Linked DNA regions of Gossypium hirsutum: region 2 is linked to region 1. Evidence: chromatin contacts called from public Hi-C data. All regions are on one chromosome and are shown on one strand. The core of a region is the stretch at or near the end of the contact, and the rest is flanking DNA. Distances in the headings are between cores, read along the strand shown. Region 1 holds the start of LOC107946426 (alpha-xylosidase 1). Region 2 holds the start of LOC107946432.

What was found. Hi-C and Micro-C count contacts between places; a contact is called where the count stands out from the background.
Region 2: a Hi-C map of leaf shows a contact between it and region 1, with 1.7 times the contacts expected there. The contact joins the promoter of LOC107946432 here to the promoter of LOC107946426 in region 1. A contact is called at or near these places in 2 of 34 Hi-C or Micro-C datasets (both in leaf).

Annotation. Positions count from the first base shown.
Region 1 is chrD12:51,113,588-51,117,129 of Gossypium_hirsutum_v2.1, reverse strand. It overlaps LOC107946426 (alpha-xylosidase 1), which reads left to right and starts at 1,924. Exons shown (of 3, transcript XM_016880747.2): 1 at 1,924-2,229; 2 at 2,329-3,011. The coding sequence starts at 2,003.
Region 2 is chrD12:51,288,878-51,292,419 of Gossypium_hirsutum_v2.1, reverse strand. It overlaps LOC107946432, which reads right to left and starts at 1,737. Exons shown (of 2, transcript XR_001696934.2): 1 at 1,336-1,737; 2 at 1-978.

The DNA.
Region 1 (3,542 bases), core at 675-3,174:
TTTAATTTCGATTGTGTTTATTTTTATTATTATTTCAATTTAAATTGTCTCTATTATTTGTACTTTTATCATATTTAAATTCCCCTTTATCTTAATAGGATCGACCTTACTTCTTATATTGTTATTTATTTACTATTTAGACATAAGAATTTATTGTTGGTGGATTTGACGAATATCAAGCATGTTTGTATTTGTAACCTTTATTAAAATCAGAAAATGTAACTTAAAAAATAAATAGAAATAAAATAAAAATAATAATTTCGTAACCTCAACAAAAAAGAAGAGCCGGAAAATAGAGCTTAAAAAACAAAAAAATGAAAATACAATAAATTAATTTACTTGTAACTCTATGAAAAATGAAAGTGAAATATAAATAGTTAGATTAATGGGGCAGTGCTGGGGCGGTAGCCCAGTTTAGGCCACAACTGACGTAATGTTGGGCTTCATTTTCACTGAAATCTAGGCCTTCCAAGATACGCCGCTTCAATCGCCTCACATATCCTTTGCTTCTTTTCAGTGCTTAGAGTTCCGAGGTGTGAGTCGAAAACGCCAGAGAACAAACTTAAGGAGATGAAGCAATGACAGTATCATAATCCAATTGGAAAGGGGCAGTGAAGTTAAAATTAAAGTTGGGGGTTATATTACAAATATTTTAATCATATATTAATTTCTCCATGTAATGACAGTGCCGTATATCTAATTTACGAGGCAAACAAGAGTGGGATCCCAAGATACTGGATTTAACTTCATTTTCCAGTGCTTTTCCCCCTACAATCTCTTAATCTTCTTACAAGATTCACCATGTTGTTCCCAATTCTCGATTATCATAAAATTAAAATGCTTGTTATCTTTATTCTAACGGATTATATAGTTAAGTATAGATGCAAAATGTCTAATATTTGAAAGACATACTAAATAATTAGAAAGAGAAAAAGCGTCCATTCATCCTTCATAAACCCATGCCCATGCCCTTGAAAAGACAAAATAGAATCAGATTACAGTGATAATGTGGACATACTTGGGGTACGTAATGACATGATTTAAGGGTCACGAGCCCTTATCGGTTACTACAATACCAATTTTTCTTCTTGCATCCTTACTCATTTGTCATCAAAGTACAATAACAAGAACAATATCAATGAATTTGTTGATTCAAGAAATTGGGACCACCTCCTTATAATTTAATCTTCCCAATATTTTTCTTGAGGATAACTTCTTCTAGGACTGAAATGATGCCTATTTTTCAATGGACATTTTAATATATAAATGCTTGAATTGTTTGACCCTTATGCTTAAGAAAACACTGCCACCGACTTCATAATCTTTATTAAAATAAAATTTAAGTTTAGCATATTAGCTATGGATAACTAATATACAAGCAAGAAAGCAGGGGTTTTTAACCCTCCTAACTTGTGGTTGTTTTAATTGTAAATTAGATGAAGATGTTTCTTCATCCTCATTTAATATTAGTAAATAGGTTTCAACAGCAAGATTCCTATCTATGAATACCTGATTTATGAGCGTAGAAGAAAAGGTGTTTCCTTTCCCCCTTCTTTTTATAAAATATATTTGATCTCTCAGGAACTGAACAAACTTGAAAGCCCATCTATGACCATGGATTGCATTGGATTCTAGCTACTCCAACTCTATCACCATTTCTCTACTAATTGTAACATATCATGATTTTGCTTGGGGGTGTTACTGAGACCAGTAAAGCAGAATATAACAAAGATATCTCCATGTCTTCATTTGATGAATCTACGACATTATCAACCAAAGTCGTTGATAGAAATGGGACCACTCTTGGTTGAAAAAAGATTTTATGATCAAAACAGGGAGAGGCATCTGGTCCACAGACCATCATCATCACGTGTCTAAGACCACCCTATTCATGCATCAAACGACTGCCACTTCTTTCATTCAGTGACTCCTATTCCTATGTAGTCCTTTTTAACACTCTTTGCTCCTCACTCTTCTCTTTGCTCTCTGCTTTGTTTGAGTAATGTTCTCTCCAACTTACCTACTTTCTTCGAGTTCCCTCTACGTTCTTCTGGTTTTATTATCATGTTTCTATGGAGGGTTTTCATCTGCCCCCACTAAGATTGGAAAAGGGTACCGTTTGATCTCAGCTGAAGAGACCCCTGATGGTGGCTTTCTGGGTCACCTTCAGGTCAAGCAAAAGAACAACATATATGGTCCTGATATTCCTCTCTTGCAACTCTATGTCAAGTAAGTTACCAGTCTAGTTTTACTCTTAATCTTTGCCTCTTTTGCATTTACATTCCTCTTAATAAAAAATTTCTTCCTTTTTTTTCCCTTCTTCTAAAGGCATGAGACGGAAGATCGTTTGAGGGTACACATAACAGATGCTGAGAAGCAGAGATGGGAAGTTCCGTACAATCTTTTACCAAGGGAACAACCACCCGCATTGAAGCAAACGATTGGGAGATCAAGAAAGAACCCTTTAACAGTGTCGGAGCTTGCAGGGTCTGAGCTCATATTCAGCTTCATAGCCGACCCTTTTAGCTTTGCGGTGAAAAGGAAATCAAATGGGCAGACCCTTTTCAATTCCAGCTCTGGAGGGTCGGACTCATTCGGAGAAATGGTGTTTAAGGATCAGTACTTGGAGATATCCACACAGTTGCCTAAAGATGCTTCACTGTATGGACTTGGAGAGAACACTCAACCGCATGGCATCAAGCTGTATCCCAATGACCCTTACACATTGTACACAACCGATGTGTCAGCTATTAACCTCAACACTGATTTGTACGGATCCCACCCTGTTTACATGGACTTGAGGAATGTGGGTGGTCAGCCATTTGCACATGCTGTTCTCTTGTTGAACAGCAATGGCATGGATGTGTTTTACAGAGGGAATTCATTGACGTATAAGATAATAGGTGGTGTTTTTGACTTTTACTTCTTTTCCGGGCCCACTCCCCTTGGCTTTGTTGATCAGTACACCTCTTTTATCGGCAGGCCCGCTCCCATGCCTTACTGGTCTCTAGGTATGCTTTCGTTTTCTCACTTGCATTGCATTACGTTTAACGTTTTCATATTTTGTTCAAGTATTTGTTTATGTTCTTCACTGTGGATATTATGTTGGGTTTAACACAAAAAGGTCTCAAGCTAAATCTAATGGCATTGACTCAAAAACAATCTTTTATGATATGACCAATATTTCCTTTTTTATATGGGAAAGGTTAGATTTTGATGATAAATGTAGCATTAAATAAATCCATAATTTTGAATCATAATACGGCAATATGTGGGTGTAAGACAACACGACAGATTTTAAACGTAATGAGGAGGGACGATTAAGAGATGTAGGGAAACTTGGGCCACTTGATTCATCTGTTGGCTAATGTAGATTAATCAGGTTGGGCGAAGGTAGAAAATATTGTTAAAGGTTTTGAAATTAAATTGTAATTTTTAATAATTTATATTTTTATAAATTTTAAAAGATTAAATTAAATTTTTATTATTTTTAGAGAGTAAAAATATAATATTATTTTTATTATTTTAAAATTTTTAAAATA
Region 2 (3,542 bases), core at 488-2,987, 180 kb before region 1:
ATTAAAAATGAAATCAGTAAAATTTTCTTATAAAAAATTTCGTACGTTTGTCCTATCATAATACAGACCATACAATAATATTAAAATAAAATTTCTTCCTAACTCGAATTTGTAGTCCCGAAATCACTGTTCTAATTTCACTGAAAACGGGCTGTTACAAGGATGCTTAGGTTCCTGAACTGGAAAGCCAAAGAATTTAAGAGTCAGTGAGTGATTATAGTGTAACAAAAGTGGCATATTGATTTAAATTCAAGATTGTTGAAGGAGCAAGTAATCACCAGACTTTTTAGTAACAAAAAAACAGAGGTGATCATGGAGATTCCTTTGGCGAGACACCCACAAGAGGAAAAAAGGGTCTGGAGTGGCGAACTTACGAGGGGATATATAGTAAGGAGCAGCTACAGAAACTTATTGACGAAAAATACAAACCCAGGAATGGCTAATAATGACAACACATGTAGAGAATTTTACAACCACCTTTGGCATACAAATCTCCCAAACAAAATTAGAATTATAAACTGGCGAATATGCAACAACTATATCCCTACATTTGGAAATTTATACAACAGAAAAATTAGTAACTCAACGATGTGCCCAAGATGCAAGGAGGGTCTAGAGATTTTGGAGCATGCAATTAGGGACTATTCTGTAATACAAGAGGTATGGTCAGAACTCAACTTCGAGATACAGGAAATAACATTAAATGATACTCTACAGGAATGGATAAGGGAACATCTTACGAGAAGTAGCGACCAACAGAAACAACAATTGTTTGCCACCATTTGGGCGATATGGATGGGACGAAATAGAGTATTGCATGAAAAAAATACAACAATTAGCCATAGAAACTGTATGTTTTATAGGGAAATATTTAGAAGAATGGTTAGTTGTAAAAAATAACTTACCAGGGAGGGTCAATAACAATGAACGTTGGACACCACCGGACCAAAGTATAACCAAAATAAACTTCGATGAGGCCTACAACAAACAAAGGAAGCAATTAGGGACAGGAATAATCTTTAGGAATTCAAAAGAAGAAAACTTGGGTGCTAAAATGTTAGTTAATGAGGGAGTTCTTACACCGTTTGCGGTGGAGGCAATAGCCTGTCTACTAGCAGTTCAGGCGGGGTTAGAAATGGGACTCCGACGGGTTATCATTGAAGGAGAGTAAAGGCATTAAAAGAGGATCGGTCAGTTTTATGTTCGTACATTCAGGATATTCAAATATTAAGCACAGGTTTTGAGGAATGTCGCTTTCAAAAAATATCTAGATCTAGTAACGGAGTTGCTCATGAACTTGCAAAAGGAGCAGTTGAGTGTCTTAGGAGTACTGACCTGGGATATTGGCTACCGAGAAAGGCCATGTTAGCACTGGAGGAAGACATAAGGAGTTTAACAACGTTGGAAAGAGACGAGAGGCTAAACAGAAATGGGGAGGAAACAGTAAATATTTTGATGATAAAGGAGAAACAATAGGAGTAATGAGGGGAACAGGGCATATGAAAAGACAATTGAGGTGGAAAAGAGTTTCTGGAGATGGTGCAGGTAATCAATGAGAAAGCCTCGCAAATGATAAGAGACTTTCAAATTTTTGAAAGTGGTGGAAGCTGGTTTTGATACCAATGCTGGGCATTGGGGTTTTTTCAGAATGAGGCCCGATGGACTTAGGTCTTTTAGGTTTTTTTGGGCTTGATTTAGGCTTTTGCTTTATTTAGGATTTGTGAGCCCAAATGTGGGTTTTGTTTTTCTTCGGTTTTTGTAATTAACATCGGGCTAGGGTCCATTTTTTTATAACTATGTCCTAGATTTTATTTCAAAAGAAAAATAATTGAGGAAAATATCTTTCTAAAATATTTAATTTTAAAAATATATATAAAAAAATTTCGTTATTAAAATTTTAGTGGTTTGACTCCTTGATACTAAAACTCTTTTGAAAAGTAAAGGTAAATAAAATAGAGTAAACTATATATATGATCATCAAATTTTTAATTTTTTTCATTTTAGGCTCTCAAATAAAAAAATTTGCAATTTAGATACTCATATTGTATAATTCAATTATTTTAGTCACTCCTTTTAAAATGACAAACAAAAATCTAACATGAATTTTTCTTGTAAATAATAACATTATTTTGTAAATTCCACCAATATTTTAGCTTTCGTATCAACTTAACGACGTAGTTTTGATATCTTTGTTTTAGTACCTAAACTAACGATCTCGATTTGTTTTCATTTTCTCTATTACTTGGTAAAAAAAGCTCTTCAATTCAAATTAAATCAAATTTTCAATGCTAAAAATACTTTTTAATTTTAAGATATTTATATGAATTATAAAGATAGAGTTATTGTTCTCAAAGTATTTAAGTAGGATGCATTTTATATATTAATATTTTTTATCATATTAAAATAATTAAATAAAAAATTTAAATGAGTTGAAATTTAATAAATATTAAATTACACTTTATACTTAACTTCAATTACATTTTCATTCTCACTTGGACTCTCTATTCACATATTGTTTCTTGTAATACAAATATATTTACAGTATAAAATGTTAAAAAAATTAATTTTAAAATTTTAAAAATGGAATTAATAAATATGGATATCACGTGCAACACGTTATGCTGAAAATTAGAGTATATAAATTTTATAATAAACAAAACATAATATATTAATTATATTTTAATATAAAAATTTAAAATAATTATTGATTAATTGAATTTTAATAAAACTTACTCACAATTAACTAAAAATTAAGAAAAACTTTAAAAAACTTCAAACCCTAAAATTATCATCAAATCAAACATTTTACTTATTAATCATAATTATTGAATTAATTAAAAAATTGAAGCAATTAGAGCATTCAGCGCTAAGTAATTAAAGTAGGCATTTGTGTGCTAAGTAAGTGTTTAATTTAGCCTTAATCAATTGGACAATAACATCTGACAGCCTAGCTGTCTCTTCTATCTTTGGGCCTCCTTTATTCAAATTATTTATTTATAAACATACAACTGGTTGAAATAGTGATACAATAAAGAAGGAACATGGAGGTTGTTTTGGATGTCGATTTATTCAATCAAGGCGAAGAGTTAGAGGTTATGGAGAATGACGGTGATAAGGACTTGAAGAGAAATATGGCGAGTGAGCTCGCAAGTGACCTCTCAACTTGTTGATAGCTAACTTACTGTTCATACATCTTCTTGACTTACCATATGTCTTAACACAGATGGAGGTATAATAGAACTATAACAATGGAAGTGTCATGGGGCTAGAACTTTAGTCTCGCAATTCATGTAGCCTTAGGCAATTTCTTTTATTCAAAAACGCCTAAATCAAACTAACTCTCAACAATTGATGATTCAAATAGAATTCCTCTAACACACCAATGCAAAGCAAAAGCAACTAAAAAGATGAAAGAACTTGAAAGATGAGAAAAGCCACAGAAAAGTAAAAGCACAAAAGCACAAAAGAGTGTTTTAGTGAATGCTCTTAAAAATTCTATTACTCAATAAACTGAAGCGATCTACAATGAAGGGGGGAGACCT